Regions from separate parts of the Salmo salar genome. Here region 1 is linked to region 2. Evidence: chromatin contacts called from public Hi-C data. All regions are on one chromosome and are shown on one strand. The core of a region is the stretch at or near the end of the contact, and the rest is flanking DNA. Distances in the headings are between cores, read along the strand shown.

Evidence for each region. Hi-C and Micro-C count contacts between places; a contact is called where the count stands out from the background.
Region 1: a Hi-C map of muscle shows a contact between it and region 2, with 4 times the contacts expected there. The contact joins the promoter of LOC106613723 here to the enhancer-like site in region 2. A contact is called at or near these places in 2 of 3 Hi-C or Micro-C datasets (gill and muscle).

The regions. Positions count from the first base shown.
Region 1 is chrssa10:19,881,738-19,885,777 of Ssal_v3.1, forward strand. It overlaps LOC106613723 (protein strawberry notch homolog 2), which reads right to left and starts at 2,659. Exons shown (of 29, transcript XM_014216274.2): 1 at 2,322-2,659.
Region 2 is chrssa10:19,805,457-19,809,570 of Ssal_v3.1, forward strand. The region is part of intron 4 of LOC106613723 (protein strawberry notch homolog 2); the gene reads right to left. Among protein-coding and RNA genes, the nearest start is that of LOC106613722, 55 kb to the left of the region's middle. Within about 2 kb of position 2,260, at least 4 of the 13 cell types and tissues checked have an H3K27ac peak or open chromatin away from gene starts, as enhancers often do. A contact at or near this core is called in gill and muscle, where this site is marked.

The DNA.
Region 1 (4,040 bases), core at 1,409-3,908, 77 kb after region 2:
TAATGTCCTAGGAGTGTCATCTGATGAAGATCATCAAAGGTTAGTGCTGCATTTAGCTGTGGTTTTGGTTTTTGTGACATATGCATGCTTTGAAAATGGCTGTGTGATTATTTTTGGCAGGGTACTCTCCTGACATAATCTAACGTTTTGGCTTTTTGAAATGAGACAGTGTGGTTAGATTAACTTGTCTTTAAAATGGTGTAAAATAGACATATGTTTGAGAAATTGAAGTTATATATGAGGTATTTGTATTTCACGCCACACGATTCCACTGGCTGATTGCCCAGGGAGGTTAACTAGGCAAGTCAGTTAAGAACAAATTCTTATTTTCAATGACGGCCTAGTGGGTTAACTGCCTGTTCAGGGGCAGAACGACAGATTTGAACCTTGTCAGCTCGGGGATTCGAACTTGCAACCTTTCGGTAACTAGTCCAACGCTCTAACCACTAGGCTACGCTGCCGCCCCGCATTAAGCAAGAGATGAATGTCTCAGTCTAGCAATGTTTCTGCTATTGGGCCTACTGCTGCAGCACAAGTCATGGCAGAATTTGGAACCCAATTGATACAAATAATCATGATATCTTTGTCATTTAAGCCTACTTTGCACTTAGCAAGTAATTAAGAAGGTTTTGGGGTAAAGTCTGTCTAACCACAAGACTGTTATCATTAGCATCGGTAACTGGCTACACTCGGGAGTGAAACAAATGTGCGCACCAAACAGACATAAGCAATATTGCTGGAAATTAACTGGCAGATTGTGTTACGTTTGGCTTTTTAAGCCAATAGTGGCTAACCGGGAGTGGGATAATTTCAATGTAGCTTTGATTGGATAGTAGCTGGGAACTTTATGTTTATGACAGTATGCGATGGAACACATGATAAAATGTATGTACTTTCAGAATTGATTGGCAATCTACCTGTTGCAGACCCCTGCACTAGACCATATTTTTTTTTGGGGGGGGGACAACTCCCAAGTGGCACAGCATCTCAGTGCTAGAGGCTTCACTACAGACCCTTGTTCGCTTCCAGGCTGTATCACAACCGGCCGAGATTGGGAGTACCATAGGGCGGCGCGCAATTGGCCCAGCGTTGTCCGGGATAGGGTTTGGCCAAAATGTGTTCTTAATTCACTTGCCTAGCTAAATAAAGGTTAACTAAAATTAACACACACACACACTTGACACTTCCACACACATACCGACAACAAACACATCACACACAATTTGCTGCTGATACACTGTTCTTTATTTGACTCTTATTACTATCTATCCTGATGCCTTGTCACTTTACCCTTCCTACAGGAAGATACAATATCTACCTCAAATACCTCGTACCTCCGCACACTGATCTGGTACTCCCTGTATATTTTATTTTATCTTTATTTAACTAGGCAAGTCAGTTAAGAACAAATTATTATTTTCAATGACGGCCTAGTGGGTTAACTGCCTTGTTCAGGGGCAGAACGACAGATTTGTACCTTGTCAGCTCGGGGATTCGAACTTGCAACCTTTCGGTTACTAGTCCAACGCTCTAACCACTAGCTCCATTCTTATGCATTTTATTCCTCGTGTTGATATTTTGAAACTCTATTGTTGCGAAGGTCTCATAAGCAAGCTAGCATTTCACTCTAAAATCGACAAGCTGACAAATACAATTTGATACATAAAAAAAGCAGTATCAACTGCAGGCAGACTCAATAGCTAACATTTCTACGGCTAGGGCTATAAAGTTCCACTAGTTTTACACATACTCAGATAAGCATGACTAACGCGTAGGGGGTCAATGCCTCCTCACAGCTGTCCGTGATCTACAATCCAGGCAAGCTAGTGACACATATCGCCTCCAGCTATTCCCCCTACTCCACTCTCTAGGTTAGCTAACTTAGCAGTGCAAATACAGAGATAGCTTGTTAGCTACCACTAGCCAGGCCAAGGTGTTAGCTGAGTTAGTTAGTACCACAAAGCGTTAGCAATACTAGCTGGGTAAGAGATAACGACAGCAAAACGAAAATGTACAACTTTGCGAACCTCAACCTGGACAAACAAAAATATGGACATTCCACAACATTTCAGCAGCATTAACTATGAAAAAAAAAATATATATACATTCACCAATGTTACTTAGCTAAACAAATTGGTGCTATCAAAGTGCGACGACAAACTAGCCTGACTACCAAGCTAACTAAAATCAAGCTGCTTGACAAGGCTCGAGCCGCTGGAGTTTGGAATTGATAGCTAACAGTAGCTAGCTAGCTAACATTCGCTGCCGATGTGTCGCTCGCACCGTGTTTTATCTTTCTGAAACGCTTAAATTAAACTTACCACGAATGTGTTACTTATTCTAAATCCCAGCTCAGATCACACGTATGTTTTCAATCGAATTCCTGAGTTAAATGAACCGAAACAAGGAATTCGATCCAACTTATTATTTTCAGTTGTTTCTTCACTTCCTGATAGACGCTGCCATTTTGAATTGAAAGCAGATAGTTCCGCTGCTGTCGTCACACTGTGGGCTACTCTGTGATTGTGGCTTGAGGTTCGTGGATAACAAACAGCATACTTTATCTGCCGAAGTAACTTTGACAATTAAAAACGAAAAGAACAATAAATAAGTACAGAAAACACTACAAGAAATATTGTTAACACAATTTAGCCAATTCAAACACTACAGTCTATTGCCTACATTGCCTATTCTCCGCTGTTTTGAATAGGCCCTAAAATCAAAGATCACTACAGTGCTTACAACGCCTCCTGCTGGTTAAATTGAGCAATTCGAAAATCCTCTTCATGAGATTCATGGTGATGTGGGGAGTAAGTAAATACCCTCGCTCTGGCTAGAAACTCGTTGCAGGCTTTGAAAATAACAGTTTCTTACTTTTAATTAAATCTAATTTTATAAGGCACATACGCTGAATTCAACAGGTGTAGACCTTACAGTGAAATGCTTACTTACGAGCCCCTAACCAACAATGCAGTTTTTAAAAAAGTATACATATATACATAAAAAAATACAAATAAAAAACAAGTAACAAGTAATTAAAAAGCAGCAGTAAAATAACAATAGCGAGACTATATCTGGATAGTTGAGGTAATACGTATGTACATGTGGGTAGAGTTATTAAAGTGACTGTGCATTGACGATAACAAGAGAGTAGCAGCTGTGTAAAAGAAAGGAAGGGGGGGCAATGCAAATAGTCTGGGTAGCCATTTCAGTTCAGTGGTCTTATGGCTTGGGGGTGGAAGCTGTTTAGAAGCCTCTTGGACCTAGACTTGGCACTCCGGTACCGCTTGCCTTGCGGTAGCAGAGAGAACAGTCTATGACTAGGGTGGCTGCAGTCTTTGACAATTTTTAGGGCCTTCCTCTGACACCGCCTGGTATAGAGGTCCTGGATGGCAGGGAGCTTGGCCCCAGTGATGTACTGGGCCATTCGCACTACGCTCTGTAGTGCCTTGCGGTCGGAGGCCGAGCAGTCGATATACCAGGCAGTGATACAACCCGTCAGCATGCTCTCGATGGTGCAGCTGTAGAACCTTTTGAGGATCTGAGGACCCATGCCAAATCTTTTCAGTCTCCTGAAGGGGAATAGGTTTTGTTGTGCCCCCTTCACGACTGTCTTGGTGTGCTTGGACCATGTTAGTTTGTTGTTGATGTGGACACCGAGGAACTTGAAGCTCTCAACCTGCTCCACTGCAGCCCCGTCAATGAGAATGGGGACGTGCTCGGTCCTCCTTTTCCTGTAGTCCACAATCATCTCCATTGTCTTGATCACGTTGAGAGAGAGGTTGTTGTCCTGGCACCACACGTCCAGGTCTCTGACCTCCTCCCTATAGGCTGTCTCCTCGTTGTCGGTGATCAGGCCTAAAACTGTTGTGTCATCGGCAAACTTAATGATGGTGTTGGAGTTGTGCCTGGCCATGCAGTCATGAGTGAACAGGGAGTACAGGAGGGGACTGAGCATGCACCCCTGAGGGTTCCCTGTGTTGAGGATCAGTGTGGCGGATGTGTTGTTACCTACCCTTACCATCAGGGAGCAGCCCGTC
Region 2 (4,114 bases), core at 1,010-3,509:
GCAGCATAAATAGCTAAATAGGATGACTAAAAAGACAGTACAGTATGGCGTGGCTGGCTGACTGCTACTGCCTGAGCAGAAATACGATGATTACTTTAAGGATTTAAAAAATAATAAAAAATAAGTCATATACACAACTGAAATATTTCATTATTTCAAAGTAATTTCTTATTTTTATATTGGTGTCTACCCAATGTGGAACTGACAGAGACAATGGAATATTTTCAATGTTTTGGCAATTGAATGTTCACAATTTTTTAATTGGAAATCACATTAAAAAGCTATACAATTATGAAATCCATTATGAAATAACGACGTTACCATGTTAAAAAAATATATAGAATCGAAACGACCTCAAAAAGCACTAATCGCTCAGCACTAGCTGAGGTCAGTTTGACATTTTATCCACTAATAGTAAAGGTAAGGCTTGTATTTGGTGGCGGGGGTAAGCCGATCCTAGGTCTGGATATCAGGATAACTTCTACCGCCTCCTCCTATCATTCAGCCAGAGGGAATAAGCAGAGACTTCCTGAAACCCTCACCACCACTCTTCCTCCTCCTCCAGAAAATCTGATGAGGCAGCCAGGGAATCCCATTCTACTCTGCCAGGCCAGCCTAGGTAGTGGAGAGTCAGTCATTCAGTCCATCTCAAGACGACAACCTTAACCCAACTCTTATTGTGGTGTTATGTTTGGACGTTTTTCTACCCAAAATGTGCCGTGGTTAGCATTTTTAGCAGAATCAGACTAAAAATTAGTATTTCTTTCCTTCGTTTATTTTTCTATACTGCTGTGTGGTTTATTAAAAATAATCAATTGTACGGCTTTATCGTTTCATGGCCCTTTAAATCCCTTGGCGTTAGGAGCCAAGTGGTTCTGTAATGTTCCAATACGCCACCCTGCTGACTCAAAGATAACATCACAGCACCTGATGCCAACACAGCTGGGTGAAACGCTCCCAATAGCAGTTGCTTGTGAAAACAACTTACCCTCCTCCAATCCTAACCTAGATATTTTGTGTGTATTGATGTGTGCCGTTTTAAAATGTATGTAAATTTGTCCTTGAGCTTTTGTTGTCTATTAATGTTCTGTATCATGTCATTTTCATGTGTGTGGACCCCAGGAAGAGTAGCTGGTGCTTTCGCAACTGCTAATGGGGATCCTAATAAAATAATAAAACATCTAACCTTATTATTCAAGGAAGGGGACGCAAAACTGACCTTCGATCATTGTCTGGGACAGGGCCAGAAGGGACAGTGGGAGGAGGAAGCCCCACCGGTCTCCAGTGTGGGTCATGTTTGTGGACCCTGTATGGAACCCTGTCCATGCTGCTGTCACCAGAGCCTGACTGATAGCCTGGGAGGCACGGAGCTGTCTGGATTATGTTATCCCAGGCAGTCTACGTTACCCACATCCTTTACATACAGTACAGTGTACTGCTCTGCCCTATAAACACACAGCCCATCCCAGCACAAGGACACCCACAGAGGCCTTCACGTCCTGCCCAGCCACAGGAAAGAAGGGAAGCTGGCCTCTGGAACGTTCCAATATTTCCTAACTCTTCAATAATAAAAGGATGACATGTCAGGATTATAGGTTAATGATAAAGAAGAATACAGCTGGCTAGGAGGCCTGCTGAGATGGCTTTGTCTGTTTTGGGTCGGCAGAGAGAGACGGGGAGAATCTTTCAGGCTGTGTTTTCCATTGAAAGTGGAGGGGCAGTAGGACACACTCATAACAATCCACATAAGTCAACACCACCACCATCAAATGCATTCAGTGGGGTACAACGTTAAGATAACAGAAATGTAATGTATAGAGCTAAATCTGTTCTACACACCAGAGAATCATGTCTGGTTTACACAACACATTTCTATCCGAATGTTCTGTAACGCTCAGTTCCCTTATGTGGAACCCCTCTCTTCTTCTCCGCAACAAGTATAAGCTCTCAGTCAACAGTCAGATATAATAAGAAATCGGAAAAAACACCATAGTTCGGGAAATGATAACAGAGCCAGTCATGCAAAAGGGAAGAGGGTTAGCCCAATAGGAGGGCAGCAGTCAGTGGCCCTGGTGATCTCCATGTCAGCAGCTGTGGGGATCTGCCAAGAGGAAGTAGAAAAGGGCTTGGTGGAGAGGAGATGGCACACACGGAGGGTATCTCTTGTTTAATGTAGATTCCTTTCCTTGTCTCGTTCAGTTCATCTGATTCTGCACTGATGAGAAAAAACTGGACTGGTGAAAGCAGATACCTGGCCTAGGCTACCAATCTTTCCTTCTTGTGCATTCAGAGGTGTGGCAGTGTGTGTGTGTGTGTGTTTTGGGGTGCGGGGCAGGTGTGAGCCTGCATCCACAAGAAAAGTGGATTTGGTGGGGATCTGACGTCAGATAAGTAACTCCGTTCCCATCAGATAACTCAATTCCAAAGAATTGCCTGGTAATTATTGCGCAGGCTAAGATTGTCCTTATTTGCAAACTAAATAGGCCAAAAGATATTAAATACAAACATATTTCAGTACAAAGAAAATTACAGTGACATGAAACATTCTTAATACCAGTTATCTTTTCTTTTTTGATTTGGAATAGAATTGGCTGAAGAAAAAAGACCCCTCTGAAATCCCAACCCACACAATCCAAAACCAAAAGCCCATGAACTCAGCTAACCTTCCAGTCTTTGTCAGTAAGTTCCACCTGTGGTCAGTCAGTGGGCTGGGGTTGTCAAGTTCTAACTCAGTGACTCACCCAGGACAGGAGGACACCACTCATAGTGATCCCAGTGCCAATGAGTCTCCCTCCTCCATTCTCTCACTCCCTCTGCCACTTCCAGTAAGACACATGCCTTGCCGACACTCTGGGCTTAAAATAGTGCTGACTCCCTGGCATCTGCCATGGAACTGGCAATCCACACACACACACACACCCCCTCTGGACCGGAGAATTATTACTGAGGACAAAGTTTACTCTACACACTCACTGGGCGGACGTCAATGGAAGAATAGAGCATGATGCTGACCACTGCATGACGCTCGTATTCAGATAAATATGACCGTAAAAATGGGCATTATGGTCAAAACACGGAAATTGTTGATAATATCAACTTGGCACACCCTTGGAGCCATATCATGTGATCAGATGAATGACCATGAATCATATAAACTACAGATGAATTCTGACCAAAAACCTTTTAGATAATGTATAACTGTTTCCTGTCCTCTATACTTGGAATAGAGAGAGGAGGAGAGCGCAGATACACGACGTGTGCTGAATGGTGGTCGTGCACAACTACCAGGTTCTAGGACTTACTGGAAGGCTGCTGTATGGACAGCCGTTTGTCACATTAATTGTGACCGGCAGACACCAACAGGGACGAGCAGCCCATGAAGCTCAACGTGAAACAACAGCATTTCCAGCTCCCACTCTACAAAACCACCAATATGCTTCATAATAACCATACAATAATCATATTTCATATATATTTATTTTATAATAGCCTATAGGTAGTTTTCAATAAAACATCACAATATGGCGTAGCATGTTCGATTTGCCAGCTGAGGGTCAATGAGACCCCCAGTTTCGCTAAAACAACTGACAACCGCTTGCTATTTTCAAGGGATTGTTAAATAAAATGTTAACTATTTGGATGTAATAAACTCAGCAAAAAAAGAAACATCCCTTTTTCAGGACCCTGTCTTTCAAAGATAACTCGTAAAAATCCAAATTACTTCACAGATCTTCATTGTAAAGGGTTTAAACACTGTTTCCCATGCTTGTTCAATGAACCATAAACAATTAATGAATATGCACCTGTGGAACGGTCGTTAAGACACTAACAGCTTACAGACGGTAGGCAATTAAGGTCACAGTTATGAAAACTTAGGACACTAAAGAGGCCTTTCTACTGACTCAAAAAAACACCAAAAGAAAGATGCCCAGGATCCCTGTTCATCTGCGTGAACGTGCCTTAGGCATGCTGCAAGGAGGCATGAGGACTGCAGATGTGGCCAGGGCAATAAATTGCAATGTCCGTACTGTGAGATGCCTAAGACAGCGCTACAGGGAGACAGGACGGACAGCTGATCGTCCTCTCAGTGGCAGACCACGTGTAACAACACCTG